Linked DNA regions of Mus musculus: regions 2, 3, 4 and 5 are each linked to region 1. The links are chromatin contacts, called in public ChIA-PET and promoter capture Hi-C maps. All regions are on one chromosome and are shown on one strand. Each heading gives the region's core, a stretch centred on a gene start, on an enhancer-like site or on the middle of the called end of the contact. The rest is flanking DNA. Distances are from core to core; before and after follow the strand shown. Region 1 holds the start of Rpl27 (ribosomal protein L27). Region 2 holds the start of Klhl11 (kelch-like 11). Region 3 holds the start of Ghdc (GH3 domain containing). Region 4 holds the start of Stat5b (signal transducer and activator of transcription 5B). Region 5 holds the start of G6pc3 (glucose 6 phosphatase, catalytic, 3).

What was found. Promoter capture Hi-C pulls out the DNA fragments that hold promoters and counts their contacts. ChIA-PET counts read pairs in DNA pulled down with a chosen protein or histone mark.
Region 2: a contact with region 1 is called in a promoter capture Hi-C map of pre-B cells, with 3 times the contacts expected there. The contact joins the promoter of Klhl11 here to the promoter of Rpl27 in region 1. A contact is called at or near these places in 4 of 39 promoter capture datasets (hippocampal neurons, liver and pre-B cells) and 1 of 115 datasets of contacts at active chromatin or transcription factors (regulatory T cells).
Region 3: an RNA polymerase II ChIA-PET map of memory CD8 T cells shows a contact between it and region 1, with 10 read pairs. The contact joins the promoter of Ghdc here to the promoter of Rpl27 in region 1. A contact is called at or near these places in 1 of 39 promoter capture datasets (hippocampal neurons), 1 of 115 datasets of contacts at active chromatin or transcription factors (memory CD8 T cells) and 2 of 9 other capture datasets (adipose tissue and pancreatic islet).
Region 4: a promoter capture Hi-C map of pre-B cells shows a contact between it and region 1, with 2.7 times the contacts expected there. The contact joins the promoter of Stat5b here to the promoter of Rpl27 in region 1. A contact is called at or near these places in 2 of 39 promoter capture datasets (liver and pre-B cells), 1 of 484 Hi-C or Micro-C datasets (CD4 T cells), 4 of 115 datasets of contacts at active chromatin or transcription factors (bone marrow-derived macrophages, double positive thymocytes, memory CD8 T cells and 1 more) and 1 of 9 other capture datasets (liver).
Region 5: an RNA polymerase II ChIA-PET map of memory CD8 T cells shows a contact between it and region 1, with 8 read pairs. The contact joins the promoter of G6pc3 here to the promoter of Rpl27 in region 1. A contact is called at or near these places in 3 of 115 datasets of contacts at active chromatin or transcription factors (bone marrow-derived macrophages, memory CD8 T cells and pancreatic cancer cells) and 1 of 9 other capture datasets (adipose tissue).

The regions. Positions count from the first base shown.
Region 1 is chr11:101,440,250-101,443,534 of GRCm38.p6, reverse strand. Rpl27 (ribosomal protein L27) reads right to left here and starts at 1,290. Exons shown (of 5, transcript NM_011289.3): 1 at 1,079-1,290; 2 at 730-812; 3 at 1-34. The coding sequence starts at 810.
Region 2 is chr11:100,471,169-100,474,449 of GRCm38.p6, reverse strand. Klhl11 (kelch-like 11) reads left to right here and starts at 1,668. Exons shown (of 2, transcript NM_172565.2): 1 at 1,668-2,269. The coding sequence starts at 1,722.
Region 3 is chr11:100,768,820-100,772,404 of GRCm38.p6, reverse strand. It overlaps Ghdc (GH3 domain containing), which reads left to right and starts at 1,448. Exons shown (of 9, transcript NM_031871.1): 1 at 1,448-1,526; 2 at 2,055-2,335; 3 at 2,628-2,749; 4 at 2,876-3,377. The coding sequence starts at 2,068.
Region 4 is chr11:100,848,761-100,852,017 of GRCm38.p6, reverse strand. Stat5b (signal transducer and activator of transcription 5B) reads left to right here and starts at 1,437. Exons shown (of 19, transcript NM_001113563.2): 1 at 1,437-1,619.
Region 5 is chr11:102,188,238-102,191,522 of GRCm38.p6, reverse strand. G6pc3 (glucose 6 phosphatase, catalytic, 3) reads right to left here and starts at 1,824. Exons shown (of 6, transcript NM_175935.3): 1 at 1,380-1,824. The coding sequence starts at 1,597.

The DNA of each region.
Region 1 (3,285 bases), core at 41-2,540:
TGTAAGGGCGGTCCGAGGTGCCATCGTCAATGTTCTAGACGAGAAAAGGGAAAAAGAAAAGTCACGTTACTGCTTCGGCCCCATCTTAGTAAAACTATGTTTACTGAATACACCCTCCACATCTCTAGATTACTCCTTTAATGCTAAGAGTCAACAGGACAGTAACTCTGAGTTAGCCAGTGTTGACTCCTGTCACAAGGAGATTTAGAAGTCCATCAAGGCTAACACTCAAAGTGACCCCTAACACCTTCCCCCATGAAGCTAGTTAAGGTTAAAGCCCAGACTGCAAAGCGGGCAGCCTAACTAACCGGTTCTAGCTAAATGACAGGAGCAGGAAGCTGGAGAGGCCAGTGGTCTTGTGGCTAGGACCACAAGGGTTTATAAAACTGGTAAGAGGCAAGTAGCAAAACGCTCAAACACACCCAGGGGATGCTCTCTAAGTGTAAGTAGTGTCTCCCATCCTACATCCTCTCAGCTGCCTGCAGCACCCATTACTTTGACCTTAAGTAACTTAACACCTCGAAACCTTAGTGCCGGAAATTAAGTTACTGCAAGAACTATACACCACAGCTGTAATATGTACAATACACAGTGGCCACCATTACTACCCATTATGCATTCGCCAGTGCCTATTGTTAGGACAGATCTTAAATTCCCATCCGGCTCATCTTATCCAGCAGCCGAAATCCGCACATGCAAGCAGTCTCAAGAGCCCCGGGGGTCTGGTACCTTCACGATGACGGCTTTGCGTCCGGAGTAGCGTCCGGCCAGGACCAGCACCACTTTCCCGGGTTTCATGAACTTGCCCATCTCTGCAGAGACAAAGACAAGGAAGGAGCCGCTCACAAGTGTGTAAAGCGGAAGGCCCCGGAGCCGACGTCTACCTGCGAGCCCCGGTCGTAGGCCCGCGACTTTAGATCACCCGCTGCCGACTCCGCCACGCGGCCCGGAGGTCCTGCTCGAGGGATGCGACTCCCCGTGAAGCCGCCAGAGGCTCAGAGTCCGAATGAGCCCAGCAACCCGACCCCGGGACCGCGATGGCGGCGGATTGCAAGACCCTCTCCAGGCCTTTACTCACCGACAGCAGGCAGCCGGCACCCAGCAGAAAGGAAAGGAGGGCACTTCCGCTAACCTTTCACCTTACGGAGAGGTGGCTTCACTTCCTGTCCCGCCTCCCAGGCCCAGCCATGCCCCACGGTTGGTGGTCAAAGTTGTTGGCGGAAGGAGCTCGTCAGGGAGGGTCGGGCACTGCGTTTTTGAACCAAGCTTTATTAGCAGCACGAGCAGCAGACAGGAACAGAGCGTTCCGGTTCCGGCGTGTGGAGGGAGGAGCGAGGATGACACCTGAATGTGAGCTCTGTTCTGTCCCCTTCATTGCTGTAGTCCCCTACTCTGCCACTAGGAGGAGGACAGAGTCTGAAATTCACAGTTTTGCTTTGTAAGACCGGGCTTTGCGGGGGTGTGTGTGTGGGGGGGTGTGGGTGTGTGTGTGTGTGTCAGTGGTGGGCGGGGGTGTGTTTGTGTGTGTGTGTGCTGCATAAACCTGTAATCCCATCGTTTGAGGGGCTGAGACAAGAGTTCCAGTTCTAGTCCAACGTAGGTTACATAGACTCTGTCTTCCATAGGTAAATAAATTACAATTTATTTTAATTTAAATAATTTAAAATTATTATCCATAAGAAACAAAATGACAGCCGGGCGTGGTGGCGCACGCCTTTAATCCCAGCACTTGGGAGGCAGAGGCAGGCGGATTTCTGAGTTCGAGGCCAGCCAGGTCTACAAAGTGAGTTCCAGGACAGCCAGGGCTATAAAGAGAAACCCTGTCTCGAAAAACCAAAAAAAAAAAAAAAAAAAAAAAAAGAAACAAAATGACCTCCTCGCGCACAGTTAGATGAAAAATGAAAAATGGAAAAGATCAGACAGTATCCTTATCTCCAACATTCAACCCGATGATGTCAGATATTGACTACAATAAGCATGTGGTACTCCTAGCTTTTAAAATATATTTTTAAATTAAAATATATATTATATATTTGTATATATATATATATATATATATATATATATATATATACACACATATATGTTGAGATTTAGATTTTGTTTTGTTTTGTTTGGTTTGGTTTTTTTTTTGAGACAGGGTTTCTTTGTGTAGCCCTGGCTGTCCTGGAACTCACTCTGTAGACCAGGCTGGCCTCGATAGATTTATTTTTATTTTTTTGTATGAGTATTTTGCTTTTTTGCCTGCATGTATGTATATGCACCAAGATGAGTGTCTATTCTCCAAGGAGGTCAGAGGAAAATGTTGGATGCCCTGGAACTGGTTTTACAGATGATTGTGAGTCACTGTGTGGGTGCTGGGAATTGAGCCTGGGTTCTCTGCAGATCTTCTGCAAGAGCAGAAACTGCTCTAAGTACCATCATCTCTCCAGCCCCTATTTATTATTACTTCAATATTTTTCAGTTCATTTTTTTTTTTTTTAAAGATTTATTTATTATTTTATGTAAGTACACTGTAGCTGTCTTCAGACACACCAGAAGAGGGAGTCAGATCTTGTTACAGATGGTTGTGAGCCACCATGTGGTTGCTGGGATTTGAACTCTGGACCTTCGGAAGAGCAGTCGGGTGCTCTTACCCACTGAGCCATCTCACCAGCCCCCTTTTCAGTTCATTTTAAAGGACTTATTTTCAGTTATGTGTATGTTGATATGTGGGTATGTGTGAGAATATGATGCCCACATAGGCCACAGACATTGGATCTCCTGGAGCTGGAGTTACAGGCTGTGGTGAACCATTTGATGTGGGTACTAGGAAGAGAACTGGGCTTCTCTGGAAGAGCAGTAGTGCTCTCCACTTCTAAGCCACTTTGCTGGCACTAATTTCTGAGACAAAGTCTTACTCTGTAGCTAAAGCTGGCTTGGAAGTCACATTATAGCCTAGGCTGGAATCCAGCTTTCAGTGATCCTCCTGCCTCAGCCTCGTGAGTCCTGGAACCACATCTGGATTATACTTGCATTTCTGTATCCAATAAATATTTTGGGGGGGGGGTTGAAACAGGGTTTCTCTGTCTAGCCCTGGCTGTCCTTGAACTCATTCTGTAGACCAGGCTGGCCTTGAATTTAGAAATCCTCCTGCCTCTGCCCCACAAGTGCTGGGATTAAAGGCGTGCGCCACCACTCCTTGGCTAAAAATGGTTTTATATTTTTTTTTAAACTGTCTACCCCAAGCTGCACTTGAACTCAGCAATCCTCTTGACTCAGCCTCTTCTATCTGTGACTCCAGTC
Region 2 (3,281 bases), core at 419-2,918, 970 kb after region 1:
TTGTCTTCCCACAAATGATTCTGCCTTAGCGTCCCAACGGCTGGAGTTACAGGTGTGTGCTACTTTTACCAGCCTAAGACTCAAAGTCTTATGCTTTACTACCTTTTGAAAATAATTTTCTCAGCCCGGTGGAACTTGGGAGGCAGAGGCAGGTGAACTCTGTGAGTTCAAGGCCAGACTGGTCTACAGAGTGAGTTCCAGGACAGTCACCCCTACCTAGCTGAAACCCTGCCTATAAACAAACAGACAAACAAACAAATATTCTGTTTTATGGGCAAAAAATATGGCTAATTGCACCTAACACCAACCAAGTCTAATTAATGACTCAAGTTCGAGTTCTATCCTCTAACGTAGTGATGTTCATTAAATTGTGCTTTGTACTCCACACGAATACCCTACCATAAAAATAAATAAATGTAATTTTTAGGGCTATTTACTTATTGGTGCTGGGGTGACTAAACTGCCCTGGTTTCTTTTTTTTTGTTTTTGTTTTTCGAGACAGGGTTTCTCTGTGTAGCCCTGGCTGTCCTGGAACTCACTCTGTAGACCAGGCTGGCCTCGAACTCAGAAATCTGCCTGCCTCTGCCTCCCGAGTGCTGGGATTAAAGAAGTGCGCCACCACGCCAGGCTTGCCCTGGTTTCTTACATAGCTCATGTTAAATTGGGTGTGCTCGCCGGGCAATGGTGGCGCATGCCTTTAATCCCAGCACTTGGGAGGCAGAGGCAGGTGGATTTCTGAGTTCGAGGCCAGCCTGGTCTACAAAGTGAGTTCCAGGACAGCCATAGCTACACAGAGAAACCCTGTCTCAAAAAACAAAACAAAAAACAAACAAACAAAACAAAACAAAATTGGGTGTGCTCAGGAACATTTTAGTAATCCCAAAATCCAGGAGAAGAATCAGGAGTTCAAAGTCATCCTTAACTACACAGCAAGTGTGTGGCCACCTTGGGCTACATGAGAGACACCTGCAAAAATAAATAACTTTAACGAAGTTATTTTTCTTTATACTGCCCCCCTCCTGGATTGGAAAGATAGTTTAGCAGTTAGGAGTACTCTCTCAGAGAATCAGTTTGATTGTTGGCTCCCAACACCCTTATCAGGGGGGTTTTAACCGCCTTTAACTCCAGCTACTGGGAATCTAACACCTACCTGTCCTCTGTAGGACCTGTGCACAGACACTTTGATAAGAATAAAATTTAAAAATTACTTTCTCTCCAAAGTCAATCGTTTTGTGTTTTAAGACGGGGTTTCTCTGTGTATTCCTGGCTGTCCTTTCTGAGACTAGGTCCTCGAACTCAGGGAGATCAGCCTGCCTCTGCCTCCCAAGTGCTGGGATTGGCACAGGCCAGCAGAGGCAGGGGTAAGGTGGATCTCTGTGAGTTCCAGGCTATCATGGTCTACAAAGTTAAAAAACAAACAAACAAACAAAAAATGTGTGTGCGTGTGATGGCGAGGATACACTCCAAAGCAACATAAAGTAGAAGAAAATTCAACAAAACAAGCACAGGGGGCCACCATAATGGAGGGGCGAGAAAAGGTAGACCTGAGTTTTTTTCTGGCTCCGAGAACTGCGCTTGCCTCGCTAGAGGGCGTAAGCACGGCAGAAGTGCGCAGGCGCGGCTCCGCCCCGCGCGCACTATTTAATCCCAGAATGCCTCTGTGTCGCATCAGACTTGCCGCACCGTTCGGAAGCTGAGGGGGCCGGTACGGCGGCGTCAAGATGGCGGCGGCTGTGGCGGCGGCAGCTGCCGCTGCGGCCGCGGCTGCATCTTTTCAAGTGCTGGAGATGGAGAGCATGGAGACTGCCGTCGCCGGTTCCGCGAGCCTGGCCGCTGAGGTCCGAGGCAGTGGCACGGTAGACTTCGTGACCGGGGCCGGCATCTCTACCCTCGTCGACACGGGCGGGAGCGATCCGGGCCCAGAGGCCGAGGACTTCGAGTGCAGCACTCACTGCTCCGAGTTGTCCTGGCGGCAGAACGAGCAGCGGCGTCAAGGCCTGTTCTGCGACATCACCCTGTGCTTCGGCGGGGCCGGAGGTCGCGAGTTCCGTGCCCACCGCTCGGTGCTGGCCGCTGCCACCGAGTACTTCACGCCCTTACTCTCGGGTCAGTTTTCGGAATCGCGCTCGGGCCGGGTGGAGATGCGCAAGTGGAGCTCAGAGCCCGGACCCGAACCTGACACGGTGGAAGCCGTTATCGAGTACATGTACACCGGCCGCATCCGAGTGAGCACCGGCAGCGTGCACGAGGTGCTGGAGCTGGCCGACAGGTGAGACGACCGTGGGCGAGCGAGGGCTGGGTTGGGGGGTGGGGGGCAGTGTCTGTGGTGCCAGCTCCCTCATTATGCCCGCGACGGGACAGCCACCGCGCCTGGCACTGAGGATGCCCCCTGAGAGTCTAGCTTGTGCGCATTGCACCCCTGAGCGCAGATTTCAGGTGGTAGGGACAAAGGCGATGAAAAACGGTGGGTCGTGTTCGACTCCTGTGATGATGACATTTAAAAAACGGTGAAGGGCTAGCTACGGATCGGAGGAAATGTCATTTAAACCAGCTTCGCAGTGGCAAGAGAAATTGGCCGTACAAAAGGGAATGGGTGCACATTACAGGCTTCCCAAAGGCCTCAGTCAGGGTCCAGGCTGGCTTAGAGAAGAAAGGACGTTAAAAAGAAAATCCAGCGATTCCGGATATGCTGGGTTTAAAGACCAGAGGGTGTGTGTGAGGAATGTTTGGATTTTATTGAGTGTGATGGATGGGAAACTGGGTAGAGAGATTATCTGATTTTAATATTTAAATACGAAATATTTAAATATTTCAAAAGTGAAAAGTGGATTGTGGAAAATGGATTGTGGGGAGCCAGAAAGGACGCCACAGAGGTTGGTTCGGAGGCAGGTGGAGATGCTGGTACTGTTACAAATCCTTTAACACATACCTCTGGAGCGCTAGACACTGACCTCGTTACAGTGCTGGGGGAGGGGGTATATCCAGCAGTGATCAAAACACATGAAAATCCTTTTCCTTATCAAACTCTCTGATGTTTAACAGCGAATATATAGCATGTTGAATAATTATTACAGCTGTGAGGCAGACTGAGGTGTGGGACTGTGCGTCATAGGCCCTAATGGAGAGGAGGTTTTGTTTTTTTATTTCTTTGTTTTGAGACAGGTTCGCACTATGTAATGCTGGTTGTCCTGGAACTCAATCTATAGACCAGGCTGAGAGGAACTATTTTTAAATTGGGCACATAAAGAATGTTCAGAAATCATAGCAAAGGCATATAGGTG
Region 3 (3,585 bases), core at 199-2,698, 670 kb after region 1:
CTGTCTGTATGTATGTCTGTCTTGGAGGTTTCTTAGCAGATTGCCTATGGCACACACTGCATTCAGGTTTAAGGCCACCTAGGTGGAAGTCATTTTCTTTAACTAATTTTGTGGAGATTTACAGACTGGGGACAACTTTGGATATTTGTTTGTTGATGTTTTGTTATTCTTTTATTTATTTTATTTGAGGCAGGGACTCTCTATATAGCCCTGGCTGTCCTGGAACTTACTGTGTAGATCAGGTTGGCCTTGAACTCATAGAGCTCCTTCTACCTCTGCCTCTGAACGTGGAGATTAAAAGTATGCACCACAAGGTCTTATTCACAAGCTATTATTTACCCTGTAAGGCAGCACCTGCTATGTAGCCCACACTGGCCGCTGACTTAGTGGAGCCATTCCTCTTCCCCAGCCTCTCCCAAATGCAGGGATTGCAGATGCATTATGTAGAATGGGTTTTTGGTTTGTTTATTTGGTTTTGTGGTTTTTTTTTTTTGTTGGTGGTGGTGGTGGTGTTTTTTTAAGATATGGGGCTGGAGAGATGGCTCAGTGGTTAAGAGCACTGACTGCTCTTCAGAGGTCCTGAGTTCAAATCCCAGAAACCACATGGTGGTTCACAACCATCTGTAATGAGATCTGATGCACTCTTCTGGGGTGTTTGAAGACAGCTCCAGTGTACTCATATAAAATAAATAAATTTTCAAAAGGTGAGGAGGGAGGCAAACATCCCTTTCCAAAAAGAAAGAAAGAAAGAAAGAAAGAAAGAAAGAGAGAGAGAGAGAGAGAGAAAGAAAGAGAGAGAAAGAAAGAAAGAAAGAAAGAAAGAAAGAAAGAAAGAAAGAAAGAAAGAAAGAAAGAAAAGACGTGTAGCTCAGACTGGCCTTGAACTTGTTATGTAGCTGTAGCTGTGGGTGACCTTGTCCTCTTTTGGGTGGGGGGTGTGGAGATGGAACAGGACCTTTCTCTTTCTTTCTCTCTCTCTCTCTCCTTCTCTTTCTTTTTTTGGTTTTTCGAGACAGGGTTTCTCTGTGTAGCCCTGGCTGTCCTGGAACTCACTCTGTAGACCAGGCTGGCCACGAACTCAGAAATCCACCTGCCTCTGCCTCCTGAGTGCTGGGATCAAAGGTGTGCACCACCACTGCCCGGCTGACCTTGACCTCTTGCTGGCACATACCCTAGGGCTGCAACAACTAGTCTGCACGACCACACCTCGGCAGCTGTGGTTTTTACTTGAGTCTGAATCTGCTCCTGAATGGAAAGCAAGCACTCTTTCCACACACACCTCCCTGTCTTTCTCGACGATCTTGCCACCCTGGCCTTAACTCCCTCCATCTGCCAACCTGAGCCAGCAACTCAACAAGTTACCTTTTAGGTAACTTGTTCCTTTAAGAACATTCCGCCCCACCCCCGGGTCCTCCCAGTCAGGCCGGATTTCCTGCCCAAGCCCTGCCTTTTAAAGTCATCACTTCAACTTTCAGGACTGCGACCAGACACACTGAGGGACCCTGAGGGGTCCCGGGGTGCTGAAAGTAAGCAGAAATAGGCTGTGACAGGTGTATATATATACCCAGGGCTCTACTGGGAAACGGGACCAGGGCAGGGAAGATCCTGAGAGAAAGCAAAGTCACTTGGGAGTGGGTAAAAATGTCACGCCCAGCCCTCTCCTCTTACGAAGGAGGGAGGAGCTGTCAGAGCTGTTCTTCTAGCTCGAGAAGCAAGGATGCCAGTTAGTAGGATGCCAGATTCTTTTTGGTTTTTCGAGACAGGGTTTCTCTGTGTAGCCCTGGCTGTCCTGGAACTCACTCTGTAGACCAGGCTGGCCTCGAACTCAGAAATCCACCTGCCTCTGCCTCCCGAGTGCTGGGATTAAAGGCGTGCGCCACCACGCCCGGCCAGGGTGCCAGATTCTTGAGGGTCTCTCTTCCATATTGCCTGCCTAACAGGGCCCTGGCTTCCTACCACCGTCGTCTCCTTCCTCTGTTTTCTGTATGCGGCGGAGTGTGTGGGAAGACATGGTTATCCCCCTCACACCCCATTCCATTCCATTCCTCTCCCAGGAGCTCCTTGGAGATGCTTCTGCTGTGGCTGCTGCTGCTGCTGCTCCTCCTCGTGCCCCTGCTGGCCATACTCTGGCAGCAGAGGTCTCGGGGTGCCAGGCCATGCTGGCTGATCAGTCTCCAACACCGAGTGGCCTGGGGGATGCTGGGCTGGGCAGCCGCCTGGCAGCAGTGGAGACTAGACCGGAGCACGTTGAATGTGGGCCAGAGCCAGCAGCAGGCCCTCATGTGGTGTCTGAAGAAAGCCCAGGGCTCCTGCTGTCTCCCCAGGGAGGACACAGGTGTGTTTCTGGCACCTGGGGGAGGTGACCCAAGGAGAGAAAATAGCCCACAAGGCAGTCAGATTCTAGAACTCAAGGGCCCCTTCATTTACCACCAATATGATGTGGCCTGGTGCAGAGCCCTACCATGGCTTACAACCTGACACCTATTAGGATGGGTTTTCCTTTGCTGGGCCCTGGTCTAGCCTTCACCTCATTTCCCAGGCCCTTTCTGGGTTCCTTTCTCAAGGCTCTCCACAGTCTTCTCACTTCCTGAGGAGTTTCTGATTTTTTTTGGGGGGGGGGTCTACAGATATGAGAACCTTCCGGAATCATCTTCCACTGACCCAAACCAGCCACACTCAGGAGCAAGAAAGTGAAGAGACGCTCCCATCCCCTGCCTCCCCCCAGTACCATGGAGACGCCTCTTTGCAGGTAAACAGAGGTACCTCCACCTCACAACAGCAGACCCCTCCCAAAAGGAGGTACAAAGAAGGCCCGCTATGGTAGCTGGGGTCTGGTTCTAAGGTCTGAATGACAGGCCCTCCTGTCTCCCTCCAGGCCACCCTGCTGGGTCTAATAACCCTAAACAAGGCCTACCCAGAAGCGCTGGCTCCAGGAAGTACTGCCTGTGTGACCCCTACATCGCCATGGCCCTGCTCTGTCCCCTGGCTTGGGCACGCCCTGGGCCGGGTAAGCCCCGATGGAGCCAAGGACCCCCGGACCCTGCTGCTGGAGGCATTGATATCCCCGGGGCTGAGGGTACTTGAGGCAAGGACTGCAGTGGAGCTCCTGGATGTCTTTGTGGGCTTGGAGGCTGATGGTGAAGAACTGGCTGAGGCCATAGCAGCTGGGATTCTGGGAACGCTTCTCCCCAAACGAGCCGCTGAGCTGAAGGAGGCCCTAGAGCAGGGACCCCGAGGATTGGCCCGCCGGCTCTGGCCAAAGCTGCAGGTGGTGGTGACTCTGGACTCAGGAGGACAGGCAGAAGCTGTGGCTGCCCTTAGGGTCCTGTGGTGCCAAGGGCTAGCCTTCTTCTCTCCTGCTTATGCTGCCTCAGGAGGTCAGCTTGATGCGGGGGGGGATTGGATGGATGCAGGTGGGGCTGGGGGCAGATGTCATACAGCTAGCTACCATGCATTGAGGCACATACACTTACCTTCTTCAACCCTCCTCAGTGCCTGGGATGGTATGGGTTACTAGCTCTGACTAACAGCCGAGCACACTAAGGTTCACTGAGACAAAGTGTCTCAGGCAGACTCAGGTGGTAC
Region 4 (3,257 bases), core at 188-2,687, 590 kb after region 1:
AGGTATGAAGTAGCAACGGAAATAATTTTATGGTTGAAGTCACCATAACATGAAGAACTATATTAAAGGGTTGCGGAGTTAGGAAGGTTGAGAACCACTGCCCTAGAGCGAGCATCACACAGAAAGGCCAGGAGTGTGTTTCTGGGAGAGGTGATAGCTTACAGGTATGGAAGCTTGAACAGAGAAATGTGCCCTGAAGTTTTAACTCGTCCTAAGCTGGCTGTGGGGTGGGGGGGTGGGGGGAGGAAAGGTGGGGAAGGGGAAGCCCAGAGCTGCTGATTTCCATCCCATCCAGCTTCTTGGCCCAGCCCCCACGCTCTCTCCCTCTTTTTTGTGCCAAGCACTGTGTCAGGTGTTGGCCCAGCCTGTAGGGCAGGAGCAGAAGGGCTTTGTGATCAGTTAACACCCCCAAACCTTTGTGCCTGGGAAGGCTGCTGGGAAGAGAATCATAGAAGAGCTTGCCTCTCGATCCTGCCTGGCTAGGAAAATTTTCAGCGGGACAAATTGTAGGTGACTGTAGAGAATAGACGTTCCGTGTGTTTGTGCTGGGAAGGGGTCCTCCCTCTTTTGCCCCTGCAGCTGAGGTTTCTACAGCTGTGGCTTCTGTACCACTGATGTGCCTTGCTTCCGGGCTGGCCGGGTTGGCCCTTGGAGGGTTGCCAGGGAAACCACTGGCCAGCTTGGGGAGATGGAGCGCGGGAGAGTGGGTGACTCAGGTTGCTTTCTCTCACACATACAGCAACCCTCCCCAACATTGGGGAAAGGGTAGTAGAGACCCTCTACCCCTGGAGAGAACCCAGACGGCCCTGGATAAACCTGTCACTCCCAAAACCAAGATTAGTTACCAGCAAAAATTCCCAGGGAGGAAGGCGTCTCCCATATGCCCCATAGATTCACCCAGGGGCAATCCACTGATCCAGTTGGCCCGGTCCTGCCTGTGCCCATCGGGGTAGTGCGACAGGGGCCCTGGTTTAAACCTCCCTCCAGGGAGCAAGCTCGGGATAATTATTGATCGGGGCTACTATGGACTTCTGCCCTCGGCCTGAGAGCTAGAGGACGCGGGCCTGGTTTCCCGGCGGGAGGGCGGTGGGCGGGCCGCGGAGGGGGTGTCCCAATCTCCAAGACCACCGCCGCTCGTGCCCTTAAACGGGGATCTCTCCCACCCAAACAAAACAGCATGTGTTAGGGGTCCCGGAGCCTCGAGGGGGTGTCCAGGGCGGCTGGGCGCGGGCTCGGCCTGCAGCGGGAGCGCGCGGCGCAGGCCCAGCCGAGCGCGCTCCCGCGCTCCACTGCGCGCAGGGGGTTCCGGGGCCCCGCAGGGCGGTCGCGCAGGGGCGCGGAGGGACCTTGGGGCTGGGGAGCGCGCGCGGGCAGGAACCAGGAAGCGGGGCGCGCTCGGGGTTACGGGCGGGCGCGCGTCCCCGGAGCCTGAGCGCGAGAGCGGCGCGCGCCCCCGTGGGCCCCGGCGGGAGGAGAGTCGGCGGCCCAAGCCGTCACCCCGGGCGGGGACCGAGCGCGGGCGACGACGCGCGGAGGTCCTGCACGGGGAGGGAGCGAGCGGGCGTGCGAGAGAGCGTGCGGGACCGGAGAGACCGCTGGCTCTGGTGGGGCAGAACGAGGTAGGAGCTGCGCCCTGCGCGGGGCCAGGGGGCCCGGGAGCCCGGGCGGGGCCCCGTGCTCCTGCTGTCTAGAAGCTGGGCAGGGCCGAGCCGCCGCCATCGCTCCGGGGCCGTGGGGAGGCCGCGGGGGCCGCGCCGGGCGGCTGCAGAGGGGCCCGGGGCGCTGGTGGTGGCTACGAGAGGGGCGCGCGGAGGCCACGGAGGGGGGCGCCGTGGATACCGTGAAAAGTATTGGCGCGTGCGTGTCACGATGGGTGTGTGAGGGACGCCGACAGAGCCGATCCCCTGGGAGCGAGGGGACTGCTGTCGGCCGCCTCACACCTTCCTGTTGCATTTCTGAAGAGTCCCTGCTGTCTCCCAGTTTTTCCTCTTATTATAATGTGCTCCCCAAAGCGGGGGGGGGGGGGTGCCCGAGACTCTGGGGAAAACGATGAGCCGAAGGTACCCAGTGGAGTGGGGGGTATCAGCAAAGCTTCAAGAAATAGTGCCTTATAAGGAGTCAAGACAACAAATATGAACATTTTGATAAGGCTCTGGGCTGCGGGGTCCCACATCAGGACCTGCCAGGCCTGGGCTTGAATGTGTGGTGGTGGGATGCGGGCAAGCTGTTCTTTCATTTTCTCTTCTTTTCTTTTCCTTTCTTTTCTTTCTATCTTGTTTTTCCTAGCCAAGGTTAAAGAGTTAAAAAAAAAGTGATCCTGGTGTCGGGGGTAGATATGGGGAGTCGGAAGGAGAGCTGTCTTATCACAGAAGCTGGTCTGAGTCTAAAGGAATCTGGCAAGATGGTCAGAGTGATCAAGGGGGGGGTAGCAGAAGGGGGCGGGGGGGGGGACTTGTCTGGAGCAGGAGGCGTTTGCAAACACTTGTAGCCAGCAGTGATGGAAAAGGCGAAGAACAAACGGCAGCGTTTAGAAAGCAGGGATTAATGAGACCCAGAAGATTTTAAAGGCAAAAAGAGGCCATTCGTTTCCTCAAGGACCTATGTCCACTTTTGTGCTTGTCTCGCTGTGGGTCGGAACTTGTATTAAATTAATAGTGGCAAACTGGCTTATAGAATCTTCGATTTGGGAAGCCTCCACCCCTGGGATTATACTACATTCTTTCATTGTAAAAACTGAGGCCCAGATAGATGGACTTAGCTGCCAGCTCAGGTCACAAGTGTGTTTATATTTAGTAGTTTATGGACTCACACCCACAAGGACCCATCTTGTGCAGTGAAGTAGATGTTTGCCTCAGTAAGACTCTATAGGTTGTTGTTAGAGTATCCTCAGAGAATGTCCCTTGAAAAGGCTAGGGTGTCACTGGACCGATGGTTTTGTGTAGCCTTGTAGCAGTGGCTTTTATCATCTGCTTGTATCTTGGGCTTCCAAATCTATTGGATAGTTGCCGGTGCCTTAATAAGCTTTCAGCTGTTGAGTCTGCATTATCTCACATAATTTGATTATCATTCAGTCAGGATACGGGCCTTTGCCTCTTATCCATTGTCATGCTATTGTTCATTTGTTTTTGTTGTTTGATGTTTACAGTGTCCGTCGGATGTATTTTACTTATGGATTATTTATTTCATGTTTCTCTCATTTCATTTGGGGACACTGAGTTGATTTTGAGCCTTTTCAGCTGGGGAATTCTGTTGGTTGG
Region 5 (3,285 bases), core at 575-3,074, 750 kb before region 1:
TGATTTCTTTGCCTATCCCTGTTCCCGCTCTCAGTTTCCTGCTTCCAGCCTGAATTATAGAGGGGGAGCCTTGAGTGTGAAACTGGGGGTGGGGTGGGGTATTGAGGGAATGTACAGAGAAGCCTGAGAAAAACTAAGGGGAAAAAAAAAATCCAACACCCCTGGCCTAGCAGGTGCTTGGCTAGCCTCTGGACAACCCCACGTAGAGGAGGCCGCTGTGGCCAGAAAGAGACAAGACGGGAGAGCAGGAAGCCAGTGCTGACCACAGAGCTATTAAATGAATATGGATGGGGTCAGGGATGCTGGAGTACACTTGTCATCCTGGCACTGGGGAGACAGGCAGGAGGACCACCATTCTCGGTTGGATGGAGAGACTTTCAATGAAGGAGGAGGAGAACAATTAGAGGCTTTGTTACCTGGATGTTAAGCACAGGCTCTGAGGGAGGTAAGATAGGGGCAGTTAGGCCAGGAGGAAATGATTAGACAACCGCTTTTAGCTTTACAAGCCCTTGTGGAGAAGGGCGGGAGGGAGAGGGACAAATTGTCTGCTTTCCAGCTTGTCATGTTAGCTTATTCTATGTCTCTTTATGATCCTTGCTTCCTCCTTCAAGGCTGGGGAGCCTGGGCAACAGCAGTGTTGAGTAACTCCCTTCTGTACTCCGAAAAGACAGAAAAACAAACAAGCAAACAAACACGGTGGCCCAGATAAACCCCAAGGGCTGCAGGAGGCCCAGCAGTGTGGGGCCACTGGCTTCTTAGAATGAGAAAGCTAGACTAAGTACTGGGGAGAGAAGAAAAGTGTTCCTTGCAGGTAGGGTAAGGATTCCCTTTAGTGACTGGCATTGAGTGGCTTCTAAATTTCATTGGGCACATTATAATCGGGGGTGGGGGTGGGGGGCTTGTTAAAGTGCAGATCTGGCCTGGAGCTTTAGAGTCTGTATTTCTAGTAAGTCTTCAAGCATTGACTCTGCTTTTGAGCTTAAACCAGGGACCACATCTTAATGAAACTGGTGCCTAGTTTAATGTCAAACAAATGGATAGATGAATAAGATGTTCAGCTAAGAAAGAAGATTTTCGGCTACCTACATTTCTAGTAATAACTGCTAAAACGCAGATTTCCAACTACAACTAAATTTGGAGTTACGAAATCAGTAGGTCTGAGGCGGAGACTGTATTTGCAGTTGAACACGCCCCTTAAGTCGTTTCTCTGATCCGGATAGTTGAGGATGGGTGAACTGTGAGATCTGAGGTGAAGACTAGGGCCTAAGGGGATAAGAATAGGTAGAAAAGTGTTTGCCTTTGAGGTAACTACTTGAGGGAGATCAGGGCCCCAAAGGGATAAGGGGACCAGGATGCCCGAAGGCTTCTCTCTGTCTCACCACTTGAAGACAAGGTTGAGCCACTCAGCAATGAAGGTGATCCAGAGCACGGAGATGCCCAGGCGGCGGGAGGCGTAGTAGGCCGCGGGGAAGCAGAACTGAAAAAGATTCTTAGGATCGCCCAGAAAGGTGACCCAGAGCCACATATTCTCTAGCCCGGGAAGCCGGTTCTGTAGTGCTTCAGCCATTATGATGCCCGCGCTCAGCGTGGACTCCATGGTGAATCAGGAGTCCTCTAGCCTGGAGCCCGTTGTAGGGTGCAAGTCGAGGAACCTTAGCAGAAATGAAGCGGCTACCTGCTGGCCCTCTAGAGCCCACCCTTTCTAGCCCCCGGCCCCGCCCTACCCGCCGGGGGTCTAAACCAAGCCCCACCCCCGCCCCGCCCCGCCCCCGCAGTCCCTGACACGCGCGAGTTGGAGCCGTAGCTGGTACTGTTTCCTCCGGCTTTCTTCCTCGGCCTTCCTCTCTACTGGACAGCGGAGGGGACAAACCTTTGCGAAGGCGTTTCCTCAAGGCCCCACGTGGCCGCTGTTGCTAGCACGTGGGCTGCCAGCGTAGTGCAGAAACCCGCTGCTGTTCCGGGTCAGGGGACCGATGAACCTGGGAACCAGCTCTGTGTCCCGGTTCCTTGTTCTGCTGCTGCGAAGTCGATGTCTAATCTCCAGGGCGAGGGTTTCTTCTGGATCTGATCTCTGTTTTCCAACATCACTACCCATTTTTCTCAAATCTGGACCATTTGGAGAGAAGGGAGTCAAAGCCCGACCTCCAGTTGCACACAGTCTTAGTTGACATCTACCTGTCTCTAGCTCAGGATTCTCCCATTCTATTTCATCCACGTCTTCCTTCAAGAATCCAGAGCTTAACATGTGTGTGTATGTTATGTGCGAGAAACTTGCCTTGCTCTCACCCCTACCACCCTCCTGCCATTTAAAATTCTTATTGGGCAGCTAAATCAAGAAAGAGATAGTATTTCCATGAAAAGAGGAAGGGCACACGCCTACAGTTTTTGCATTATTAGGAGGGACACAGTCCTAGGGGAGATCTGCTTAGAGCAAAGGAAGGAGCCTGTTGATATACTTCTTTGATTTCTTTTTCCCTCCTTTCTTTGCACGTCCGTGGCGAGGTGGGAGTGGGGAGTGTTTCTAGACAGGGATTGCTCTTAAACTCAAGAGATCCTCCTGCCTTTGCCTCCGGAGTGCTGGAATTTAAGGCTAAAAGCATGCACTACCATGCCCCATGCCCGGCTTTTTGTTTGGTTAGTTTTGTTTTGTTTTTCAAGACATGGTTTCTATGTGTACCTCTGGCAATCTTGGAACTCACTTTATAGACCAGGCCTAGCTCTCATATCCAGAGATCAGCCTGCCTCTGTCTCCCAAGTGCTGAGACTCCCAAGGGCATGAGACCACACCCTTGGATTTCTTAGTGTCTCAAGCAACTTTGTTCTTGAAGTCTGAAGGGTGGTTGAAAATGAAGATATGAAATAAAGAAAGTGTTTTTTAATTGCTTCAAGAAGCCAAAATTTCACACAGATGTTTTTTGTTTGTTTGTTTGTTTAGACATATCCCTGGCTGTCCTGTCACTATGGAGACCAGGCGGGACTTAATTAAGTTCAGAGATCCACCTGCCCCTCTCCCTCTGCTGGGATTAAGCTCTAGTTTATTTATTTTTGAGGTAGATCTGGCCCAGGCTGGCCTCAAACTCCCAATACCTTAGGATTGCTGAGATTATAGGTATGGACTATCCACTATTTACCTATTTATTGTGTTGTTTAGATTTGTTTGTTTGTTTGTTTTAGGTTTTTTGAGACAGGGTTTCTTCTGTATAACAGAGTCCTGGTTGTCCTGGACTTACTTTGTAGACTAGGCTGGCCTTGAACTCAAAAGATCTGCCAGCGTCTCCCTCCCTC